2 separate regions of the Rattus norvegicus genome follow, and region 1 is linked to region 2. A link is a contact called in public Hi-C data. All regions are on one chromosome and are shown on one strand. Each heading gives the region's core, a stretch centred on a gene start, on an enhancer-like site or on the middle of the called end of the contact. The rest is flanking DNA. Distances are from core to core; before and after follow the strand shown.

The links. Hi-C and Micro-C count contacts between places; a contact is called where the count stands out from the background.
Region 1: a contact with region 2 is called in a Hi-C map of liver, with 2.1 times the contacts expected there. The contact joins the promoter of Serpina10 here to the enhancer-like site in region 2. A contact is called at or near these places in 2 of 12 Hi-C or Micro-C datasets (hepatocytes and liver).

What each region holds. Positions count from the first base shown.
Region 1 is chr6:128,524,438-128,530,637 of GRCr8, reverse strand. Serpina10 (serpin family A member 10) reads left to right here and starts at 1,306. Exons shown (of 5, transcript NM_133617.2): 1 at 1,306-1,393; 2 at 3,720-4,452; 3 at 5,768-6,041. The coding sequence starts at 3,759.
Region 2 is chr6:128,477,859-128,483,746 of GRCr8, reverse strand. It overlaps Ppp4r4 (protein phosphatase 4, regulatory subunit 4), which reads right to left. Exons shown (of 25, transcript NM_001414974.1): 4 at 3,498-3,645; 5 at 3,015-3,088; 6 at 854-960. Among named protein-coding and RNA genes, the nearest start is that of Serpina10, 49 kb to the left of the region's middle. Within about 2 kb of position 2,421, at least 3 of the 93 cell types and tissues checked have an H3K27ac peak or open chromatin away from gene starts, as enhancers often do. A contact at or near this core is called in liver, where this site is marked.

The DNA.
Region 1 (6,200 bases), core at 57-2,556, 48 kb before region 2:
GAAGTGTAAACTGAGTAAACCCTTTCCTCCCCAACTTGCTTCTTGGTCATGATGTTTCATGATGTGTTGTGCAGGAATACAAACCTAAGACAGCAATGTTATGATCTTTAATAAAATATACTAATCCACATCAATGTTGTGGTTTGAAGAACTGAAAATGCCTTGGGAGTCCTTGGTCCAGGTGAGATGTGTCAGCTAGCCACCTCTACCCATGAGAAGCAGCCTGCCAGCTGGTGATCACCTGCCTGCTGTATAAAAACCACTCCTAGGTCTGCTTTCTAGTAAGGTGGCTCTCAGGATGACAGGCCACAAACTTCCTGTCAGCCAGTGCACTGCTTAATGGAGTTCTTCCCCAGTGGCTACCCTCCTGTCCAACCACTGGTCCTCCATCATGAGATGAGCAAATGGTCACACCTGCTAGCACAGATATCCTGGAATGGCACTGTATTTTAAGACATGTTGTTGTTGTTGTTGTTGTTGTTGTTGTTGTTGTTGTTGTTGTTGCTGCTGCTGTTGTTGTTGTTGTTGCTGTTGTTGTCGTTTGCCTTCATATTATAGTTGGAATATTATTATTGTTTATCTGTTTTGTTATTTGAGAAATCCTTTTATTTATTTTCTCAGATAGGGTCCTATGTAACCAGCCTGGCCTTAAACTTGCTATGTAGCCAAGGACGACCTTGAGCTTCTGATCCTCCTGCCCCCACCTCCACAGTACTGGGATTACAACTGTGCTCCACTGTGCTTTATTTTATGCAATGCTGGGGACCAAATCCTGGGAACACTCAACAGAGCTATAACCCTAACCCCTATCAATGTGTTTTTGATTCTGTGGGTAAGCTGTATTAATTTTGTCTCACTTCAAGGATAGGAAGGGACATATAGCAAGATTTACATATGACAACCTAGTAGGTCTGAAAAGTTGTGTCTTACAGGATGCCTTCCAACTTTGAGTGCTTGAGAAGGTAGTACATTGACCTTGTGGCAGGGCTTGTATTGTAAGACGTGACCCAGCAGGAATCCAGTATCCACCACTGGGCTGACAGTTCCTTGCGGACAAGAGAGTAGGTCTTAAATGCTACCCAAACCCCTTTATGGTCCCCAGAAGCAGCCATGAAGCCCACCAAAATTCTAGGACCTTTACCCCCCACCCCAGTGAGAGTGAGCCTCTTGTGAGTTCTGGTTATAGTTGGGGCCACAGGACAAGCCTAGGGAATACCAGAAGTTCTTTGGTTTTCCAGAAACTCAGTCACATCCCAGCAGGGTGTTAATCAGTAACAGTTCCAAAAGGCCCACACTTTGGATTAACAAATATTTACTGAAGGCTTCAGACTGCAAAACGTATGCTTACTTCTTTGCTCTGAATGATCTTCTCTACACCAGAGGTCCGGAACTGGTAAGTGCTGGTGGATGGTAGGGGGCCCTCTAGAGTGTCTAATAGGGAGGGGTGGGGAGAAGAGCCATTCTTACTGTCTCCCAGTGGGCTTCAGCGGGGAGTGTGGTGGAGTGGGGGAGTTTCATCTAAACTCCAAAGGACTGTACTTTGAAGTTGGGCTCCGGGTAGCATAAAAGGCATGTTAGCCATAGATAGATGGCCAGGGAAGGGCTCTGAAGGCTTGGTATTTATTTGCCTGCCCCAGCTCACTGCCCAGGCAAATGAGCCAGGGCTGGAGAGAGGCAAGGGGTGTACTGTTCTACACACATGCTCAGGGCTGAGAGTCAGGTAGAGGCCCCATTTCCTGTCCATTTCATAGCCCATTTCAAACTGTGTGTGACACCTAATGGTGCCCCAGGTCCCAGGAGCACTCTGTGTATATTGTGGATGGTTCCCATGATAATCAATGGCCAAAAAGGACAGGTTACATTGTTCAATAAGTGGGTGTAGTAACGACCAGATGTTACAGAGCTACTTCAGGAGACTTAGTTCTAGGAAAGGGGAACATTGTGCTGGTGTGTTGGGAAATTTTCTGATGGCTGAGGCAGTAAGAAATAACTATGGAATTGGAACTAATCTGAGGGCTTAATTTACAAGGCAGAGCTAAATGCCATGACAGAATTCTCATGGGCAGCTCAGGCCGTTGGGATGAAATAGCCAATTCTGGAAGTTTAACACGTGTTTTCACAGTTCTGGAGGCCCTAGGTGAGGGCTAGCATGGTTGGGCTGCAGTGAAGGCCTACCTCCTGGTTTGCAGGTAGTGAGTGGTCTTCTCAGTGTTCTTGGTGAAGAGAGGGAGGTTCTGGTGTCTCTTCCTCTTTTTAAGGACACTAAATTCCTCACAATCTCCCCACAATTCAGACTTCATTTAGTTATTTTTCAAAGGCCCCACCTTGTCATACCCTTACCTTGGAGGATATGGCCTAGGTTTCGAGTTCTGAAGGATGTCCATTTAAAAATTGAAGGTATGGTACTGGAGATGTTTTGTACCTAGAAAGAGGTAATGACCCAACACTTACACCAATGTGGTGACCTACCAAGGGATCTTGTCATTGTGACTGGGAAGCAATTCCTAAATGGTGACATTTGGTAAACCCAGCAGGGTCTTTAAAGCTAGAAGGTGGGGACCATGGATTCTTTGGGGCCATTTAGCAAAGCAAGGGCCAGGGCTTGTGTCCTGGGGCTGTTTGTGGTTTGTGACAGGTACAGAAGAGGGACTGGGGAGCAGTTGGAGAGCTTCTTGTCACATTTTAACTTAGGGTCCAATGGTTAGAATGAGGAGGAGCTCTGCTGATAGGAGCTATCATGAATCTCTAACACCTATGACTTGAGCATCTTGCCATCCAGGCTTTCCTACTGTCCAGTGGATAGTGAGCTATTGGGGACATCTTAGTGGCATACCCAGTCAGCCTCTAGGACACTGGTAATATTGCTATGAGCACAACGTAATGGCACAGCCCCAGAGCAGGTTTTGTATCTGAGTGTGCAGAGAGTCCTCAAGAGAGGAAGGGACAGAGAGTCAGAGGAAGGAGTGTGGGGCTGGAAAGCCACTGCCAGGGCAGGGGTACACTCCCGCAGCCTGGGGAACTGGGGTATGGCCAACCCGTGTATGCCATCACAGGACAATAAGACTGGGTAACTTGAGTCCAGGTCTTGTGTAGAAAAAGAATCAGCCGTGTTTCCTGCAGCCATCTGGAAGCTGTGGGTAGAGGAATGAGAGGAGACCTATCAGGAACTGTGTAAGGAGACGCAGGAAAGGAGAGGGTTAAATCGAAAACTGTGTGGGGAAGCCTCCTTTTCTTTGCTGGATTCCCTCTTGGACCCTACAAATCCCTAGTCAAAGGTGTCACACATCAAGGTCAGGTGACTCAGCATGGAGGAGCTGTTTGATATGCCTAATGGCCAAATAGAGGAAAAGCTTGAAGCAGATCAGGAAATGGCCCCAACTCCTACCTGCTCCTGCTCTATATCTGGGCCTGCCAGAGGAAAGCAAAGAGACAGAAACTAGGGGAGGGACCTCAAGCTGCTTGAGGACCTGCTCAAGAAGATGGGACCTGGAGGAAGTCTTGTAAAATGCCCCCCTCCCCAAACCAGGTGAATGAATACACCACCTTTATGGTCCAGGTCAGCCTAGGGTATAGCTAACCAGCAATAAAACCACAGGATCCCAGACTTTACTTGGTAGAAGGAAGAAGGGTCACGGGAGAAATGTTTTCCTGGCAAAGACATTTGATTCAGTGTTGAGATATTCTTTATTCTCATCCATTCATTCTTTCTCTCTGCCTAGGATGAAGGGAAGTGGCCCCTGGCCTCCACAGCTGACCACATGAGGGTGGTTTCTAGCCTCTTTCTTCCTGTGCTCCTTGCAGAGGTGTGGCTGGTGAGCAGTTTCAATCTCAGCTCCCATTCACCAGAGGCTCCCATTCGCCTGGTGTCTCAGGATTACGAGAATCAAACTTGGGAAGAGTACGAATGGGCTGATCCCAGGGATGATAATGAATACTGGCTAAGGGCCAGCCAGCAACTCTCCAATGAGACTTCAAGCTTTGGGTTCAGCCTGCTTCGAAAGATCTCCATGAGGCACGATGGCAATGTGATCTTCTCACCATTTGGCCTGTCTGTGGCTATGGTGAACTTGATGCTGGGGGCCAAGGGAGAGACCAAAGTGCAGGTAGAAAATGGGCTCAACCTACAGGCCCTGAGCCAGGCAGGACCCCTGATCCTTCCAGCCCTCTTCAAGAGAGTCAAAGAGACCTTTTCCAGCAACAAGAAATTGGGCCTCACCCAGGGTAGCTTTGCCTTCATCCACAAGGACTTTGAAATTAAAAAGACCTATTTCAATCTATCCACAATGTATTTTGATACAGAGTACGTGCCTACAAATTTTCGAAATTCTTCACAAGCCAGAGGGCTCATGAACCATTACATTAACAAAGAGACTGAGGGGAAAATCCCCAAGCTTTTTGATGAGATTAATCCTGAAACAAAGTTAATTCTGGTGGACTACATCTTGTTCAAAGGTATTTTGAATCTTCTGTTGCCTCAAAGCCAAAAGAATCTGACTCTATTTCCCCCCTTTCTTCTTCTGGTCAGTGTAGTTAGTACTAAAGGATGTTCTGCAAACAAGGTCCCTGTTTTACACGTTCAGTATACATTGAGGAGGGACCAATGCTGTCCCTGAGGTCCCCACTCTCACCACCTGCAGACCTGCAGGCCTCAGTTTCCATAGCTCTCCTGCCTAGTTTTCATCTAATGTTTGGAAGAGGTCACACGGGGCTATTAAACGAGCAGCTTATGATCAGCAAGACTCATGCTGCATCTGGGCTCCCCATTCCCTGCTTTTGTGATCTGGGGCAAAAATCTCTGCCCTTGGATGTATTGTTGCTGCCATTATTATAGTGGGCGGGTTTGTGCATGTGAGTGCAGATATACCAGGAGGTCAGAAGTACTGGATCCTTCTTGAACTGGAGTTGTGAGCCACCCAACATGGGTGTGGAAAACAAACGAGTCCTCTGTACAAGTATGAGCTTTTATCTGCAAGCCATCTCTTCAGTCCCTTGGTCTTGGAAGTTTTATGTAAAAATCGGGACTCTCACTTGCTATAGTCACAGAGCTATAAGAGCTGACATATGCAAGGTACTATCCACCACAGGAAGGAACGGGTTGCATATTCCTTCTTTCTGGCAGTCAATGCAGCAAGCAGAGTAGGGACACTGCTTCCTTTAAGGGGATAAAGGTGAAGGTTGGGGAAGCTAGTTTGAACACGCTCACACAATGACTGGCAGAGGCCAAATGCCAAGGGAGATCCCATGATTTTTGTAATCCCAATTTCTTCCAGCTCTAACAAAGTATGGAGTGGATGAATCTGGAGCTTATGGCTATACCAGGAGATTCACAAAGCCTCAGGTAGAAGGACCATTTGCAGACACTCAGAAACATGTTCAGTATAGAGTCATGTAGTGGCTGGCCTCACTTGCTTCCAAATCCACATAAAGTCCTGCTGAGCTGGCCACACCCCCATACCTGTAAAGTGTATGTTTGCATATGGTCATGTTGGGGCCATGTGATAGCTAGGGGTCCCTCATGCACCAGGTATTGGAAGCCATCCTCCAGGAAATGAGCAAGTTTTGGTTCTGTGATGGGTCACAGGTAGAACTGAAGTTTGGTCTTTGAGGAATTGGATGCCTGAGCTGTGGTCCATGCAAACTTGAAAAAGGAATGGCACTCTCAGTTGGGAATAAAGGGGGCAGGATATTCTCTCCCTTACCACTTGTGCAAGACCAATGTGTTCTGTGGAGGCTTGTTTCTACAGGGGCTCTCTTCTGACTTGTTCAGGCAAGTGGCTGACTCCATTTGACCCCATCTTCACTGAGGCTGACACTTTCCACCTGGACAAATACAAGGCAGTTAAGGTGCCCATGATGTACCGGGAAGGGAACTTTGCCTCTACCTTTGATAAGAAGTTCCGTTGTCACATCCTCAAACTGCCCTACCAAGGAAATGCCACCATGCTAGTGGTCCTTATGGAGAAATCGGGTGACCACTTGGCCCTGGAGGACTACTTGACCACAGACCTCGTGGAGATGTGGCTCCAGGATATGAAAACCAGGTATGACACTTCCCCTGCCATCCTCATCAACACTCCCAACTAATTTTACCTAATGCCTCATGGCTTCCTGCCCATGCTCCCCACTGATTGCCAAGGTCCTGTTTTACTGTATCCTGAGCATCAATCCAGGTTAAGTCTAGCTTTATTGTTCTAATGAAC
Region 2 (5,888 bases), core at 1,172-3,671:
TTCAAGGTGGGTAGACAGGTTGCCCACATCCATGTGCATGTAGGCAGCACTAATTAGACATGGTAGACATGGAAGAAAAAGAGGAATCAAAGTGAGAAGGGGAAGGATCTGGAAGGGAATGATAAAGGGACATTCAGGTTAGCTATATCAACATGGATTATACATATGTGCTGTATATACATTTGTGTGTATGTACATGTTCAAATAATATGCTCATGTATGTATATATAAATATAGATATAGATATCATGACTTAGCTTATTACCCTAATATTCTTGAACATAAGATTTCACAGTTTATATTGCATTTTTACATAATTTGGGTGTTATCATCAGTTACGTGTAACACATGTATGACAGTATTTGTTAAAAGTAATGGTTAACTTTGTACGGCAGTTAAATACGCATAGTTAACTCAGAAAGCTGTAGCACTGCAGGAGCAGGCGTCTGCTTTGAGACTCTCATGTTATATCCCACCATATGTACCGTGAGCAGCATGGGCAGCAGACACGCTGTGTTATGAGATTATCCAAAATACAGAGTTCAGAGCAGTGGTGTAAGAAAGCAGAAATCCTATCTTCATGTCAAGTCTGTCAATTATGGAAGTCCCAAGACAACCATGGTATGTATTGGGAAGACTAAGATGGGAGCTAGAGGATGATTTAGCTCGACCTTGAAACCCCATGAAACTGAGAAGAAATGCTTCCAGTAGACTCTTGTCTGAGATGTCTGTACAGCTGCAATGGCTAAGGTTGTGAGTGTGTAGAATAATGCAACAGTAACCATTGCTAACATAGCTTTATGTGTTTTAAATCAATTTGATAAAAGAAACACAATTACGTACAAATACTCACCTATGGGCATCAAATTTGTTGGTTAGTTTTCCTAAAATCTTACAGCTAACTAAACGCGACTGGACAGTCTGGGAAAGCTGTGCCTTGGACACAAGTGGATTCAGAATCTAAAAGGGAACGATTGAGAGATAAACGGATGGACAGAGAATTAGACACTCCCGTTGCTAACAACAACGGCTTCAAACAATATTTTCATTTTCAAACTTTGTTAAAGAGCATGAATTACAACTGAGGGACATGATCACTCTTAACTGAGGTCATCTCTGCCTTCTCGGCTGAGGCACAAATGACAAAGCAACTGAAACCAACTAGAAACAAAGCACGAGGTAAAGCTCCTGGGCGAGCTCTGCACCGATCTGAGTGCAGAGGAAGGATCATTTTGAAATACACATTTTCAACAGAGAAAGACAAACTGGCCACCAGATACTCTGAACTTTGTTTCACATGGAATTTTAAATTTATTCTGACAATATGGGAAAAATGTTTAGGAAATTCAGTTTTTTGGACAAAAAGACCAGAGTCTGGTGCTGTATTAGTCATCTTCTAGGCACTAAAATACCCAACAGCATGGCACACTGCAAAGAATTACAAATAGTGGTCTGTCGTTCTCATACTCATTCTTTAATTTTTAACATTGCTATTTCTCATGCCAACGATTGTATGAAAGGTCACATGCTAAAGATGCCAAGCACTCTTGAGTAGCGATTGCTCCATTCATGTTCACACCACTCTTCAAATTCAAAAACGCTGGAACACCCTGTGTACTGTGCTCGGCTGCTCACTCTACGGGGTGTTTAGATGCCTGCCATCGGGCACAACACATTACTGGATAACAGGTGCCGGCTTACAGAGAGTATTCTGGTACTGTGACAGAACGGCAAACTAGAGTGTGGACAAAGACACAAGGAGATCTGTGGAGGACATTTCAATGAATAACTTCTTACCATATTTACAAAGAAATACATACAAGGAGAGTGTTCAAAGAATGCAAAGTTATTTCATTAGAAGACAGATTTGCTGGTTTTTCTAGTCTGTCATCTTGATTTATAATAAAAATTTTCAAGAGTAAAAATGAACCACATTGAAAATTGAAAGGCAAATGCCGTTGGGGATTTAGCTCAGTGGTAGAGCGCTAGCCTAGCAAGCGCAAGGCCCTGGGTTCGGTCCCCAGCTCCGAAAAAAAAAAAAAGAAAAAAAACAAAAAAACAAAAACACAGAAAGGCAAATGCCACCTGGGACTAATTTTTATACAAATAGATAGAAATGTAACAAGGACGGCAGAGAGGTGGTGTATATAAATGGTGCCTACAGGACAGGATCAGATAATTTCTAAATAAATGCAACCAATTACATATATGAAAAAATAGTCAACAGTATAATTTGAAATTTCCAGTTAAAATGCATTCATGCATTCAGTCTACCAAATTAAATTGGAACATCATTTTTATTGTTGACTTTAAGGCAGTCGCACACGACCCAGGATAAACTGGAATTCACAGTGCAGCCAAGGACCTTGCAGTCTCCTCCCTTCAGCTTCTGAGTGCCAGGGTTACAGTCAGATGACCCCATGCCTGGCTAATGGCATCCTGGGATCAAACCCAGGCTTTAGAGCCTGCTGACCAAGCTCTCTACCAGCTGAGCCACATCCCAGCGGAACACCACTGTTAATAAAAACTCGGAGAACTGTATTTCACAGATTTAGGGAAGAGCTTAAGAATATTAATGTCCCCTCACCGGGGGACACCACTTTTATAAATGCTACAATTACAGAACACCTGAAAAGCTCTACAGAGATGCTGTATTTTGATAATAAAAGAGAAGGCCAAAAATCGCTTCCAGCATCTAATAAGTAAATAACTTGCAACTACACACATGAAAATGATGCTGAGTGAAAAGTGTCCATGTTCCGACTCAGTATAATTCCTGGTGTGGCAAGCAGCAACCACAGAGGGAAAGCTGAAGGACAGAGCTCGGGAACAACTTAAAACCAGCCAATTACACAAGTAGACGTCGTCTTTCTTCCTTACAGTTTCTGAATTACTTACGTTTTCTGCAATGAGTATGTGTTGCTTTCACAATGGAAAACAACCTTATTTCTTTAAAAAAAAAATTGCAACACAACTTACTATTTACAAAAAGCAAAAAAGGGACACAGAATTACCTCATGCCTCAGGGTTTCTTTTGGCAATAATTCTACTGCAGAGAGAAGTGTTTCCAGCCATGCATTGCTGACACCTAATGGGCATAGATGCAACACACTAGGTCAAACATCTCAGGGACAAACATTCTCAACTCGTCCATCAACAGCTGCAATGCCATTTTATAAAAAGTAAGGATTATTGTTTACTAGTCTAAGATATGTTCTACAGCTTTTGTCTTGAATAACTTTAGAAAATTATAAATGCTGAAAAGTAATTTGAGGAAGGGATATGCTATTCTTACTGTATGATAATCCCACGAGCGTAAATGTGAAGGAAACATCTAAGGGAAGAAAGGTCTGGAGGAAGCACTCCTATGCTCTCTCTCCCGGGGATCTTTCCTACAGGACCTCAGCCCTTCTCATCAGGCCCACAGGAGGCAAATGAACCACAGCCCCTCGCCAGGTAACATAAACAAGAATGTAACTGAGCATGCTGGGCCCAACCTGTATCCCTGTGCTCCAGGTGCAGGAGAATGACTTGCAGGAAGGAGTGTGCAAACGTGTGGACTGACATTGATTCTTCCTGAAGGATGGTCAGGAAGGACACTGCAGCCGTTATCTGCATTTCCACGCTTGCAACATGCAGGACTTCCTGTGTGAGCAGAAAGAGTTTGCTATTTACAGAAATGAGAGGTCGGAAGAGTAATGCTGTAACAGCCAAGGTTACAAAAACCAAACGGCAGACACACTAAATACAACCTTTAAAGATACGAACTTCTTAAAAGAACCATATTAATCTGTCCCTAATATTTAACTCATTAGATGATACATTTCTTAGGAAATTTTAAATGTTTGAAGAATTTATATGATAAGTAACATTCTCTGCTTCACTGGCTAAAAATGATAAACCCTGTGTAAACCTTTAAAGACCAGTGTAGGTGGTTTTGGTGGACTTGAACTTTTACATTGCTAATGGTAATATGCGGGTGTCATCCTACTGAGCCCAACAATGTCAAATCTCAATCACTTGTATTTTCATTTCCTGAATTTCTGTTTCAAAAGTAAACACCATAAGGGCTGGAGAGATGACTCAGTGCTTAAGAGCTTGTACTGCTTTGGCAGAAGACCTGAGTTCAAATCCCAGCACCCAGGTCAGTCAGCTCTCACCTGCCTGTGAGTCCAGCTCCAAGGATCCGACGGACCCTTCTTGCCTCTCTAGGTAACCTCACTCATATGCACACAACCCATCACAGATTCTCACAGGCACACATAATTAAAAGTGGAAAAATCTAAAATAAATAAATAAGCATTATACATTCTAATATGAAAAGGAAAACACTCAAGAATATGCAAATGGCCAAGTGTGGTATATATCTTTCATTCTAGCAATCGGGAGGCAGAGGTAGGTGGATCTCTGTGAGTTCCAGGCCAGCCTGATCTACATAGGGTTTTAGGCCAGCCATAGCTACACAATGATAACCCTCTCTCAAAAGAAAAAAAAAAGGGGGTTGGGGATTTAGCTCAGTGGTAGAGCGCTTGCCTAGCAAGCACAAGGCCCTGGGTTCGGTCCCCAGCTCCGAAAAAAAAGAAAAGAAAAAAAAGTGTAATGCAGTTTCTTGATATAACTGATAATAGAATAAATTACCATGAAATAAACAATTTAAAATTTTCTTAAACATAAGAATGTTTTTAAACAATAAATTACACTCATCACATTTAAAGAATTTGAACATGCATATTCAAATTTAAAGCCTACATTACCTATATTAAAATATACACTTTAAATACATCAAAGACTAAAACATAACCTAAACAAGCTTCTTCAAATATCAAGATGACCATAATTCTCTCTAGAAGCCTGTTGATTTTAGGGATGAATGTACAATGTGAAGGCAAAACACAATTTTTTGCTCAATTATGGAAATAGTGAGAATTTCCCTTATATGTCAATTTGTTACTGACAAAGCAAAGTTATCAGAGCATCAGGATACTTATGCCATGGTTTCATTTTTTGATTTTGGGAAGACTAACCTTTCTGGCATTATTTCATTATATAATAAAAGTAAATTACAACATGATCATCATACAAATTTAAATCATTTAAACAGCTTTTATTTACACAATTTACCAACTTACTAGCAATGACCATTTAAATAATGGCACTGTTCATCCAGTATCTTCCTCTATACTGCTCTTGAGTTTGTAGAAGGAACAGCACCTTGCCATATCTTCTCTGGTCTCTTCCTAAACTGTAGTCAAGACCCCCTCTTTGGAGGTGAGTAACCCTTTCTCAGGAGCCATAACGTAAGGTCATCAGAAGTATCAGATATTTACACTCTGATACATAGCAGTAGCAAAAGTACAGTCATGAAGTAGCAACAAAAATAATTTTATGATTGGGGTCAGCACATGAGGGACTGTGTTAAAGAATCACAGCATCAGCAAGGTCGGGAACCACTGTCCTAAGAACCTATGCTTCCCGTCATCCTCCTCATCTCTCTTAGTAAATGACAGCAATGACATTTGTCTTTATAACTTCTTAGTTTGCAAACTTCAGGCTCATCCTTTGCTTCTCTAATTCCCTCACCCAGTGCATCTAAAGGGCCTAACTTCAAAACAGATCTGTAATCTGACTGCTTGTAACCTCTCCCACTATGACCCTAGTCCAACCCATCTTCAATTATTCAAATAACCTTTATCTTGTGATCCATCATTGTCCCCCTCATCCTCCACTAGGTGGCCAGAGAGATTCTCAAGTATTAGCTCAGATCCCCCTACGGCTTTCCTTCTCACTGGAGGTCTAAGTTGTTTTGGTGACATACAAGACCTGCTCACAAATCCTGCTTTGTCCAGATTTCCACATGGTGGCTCCCTGAGCTCTCTTAAATCTGGACT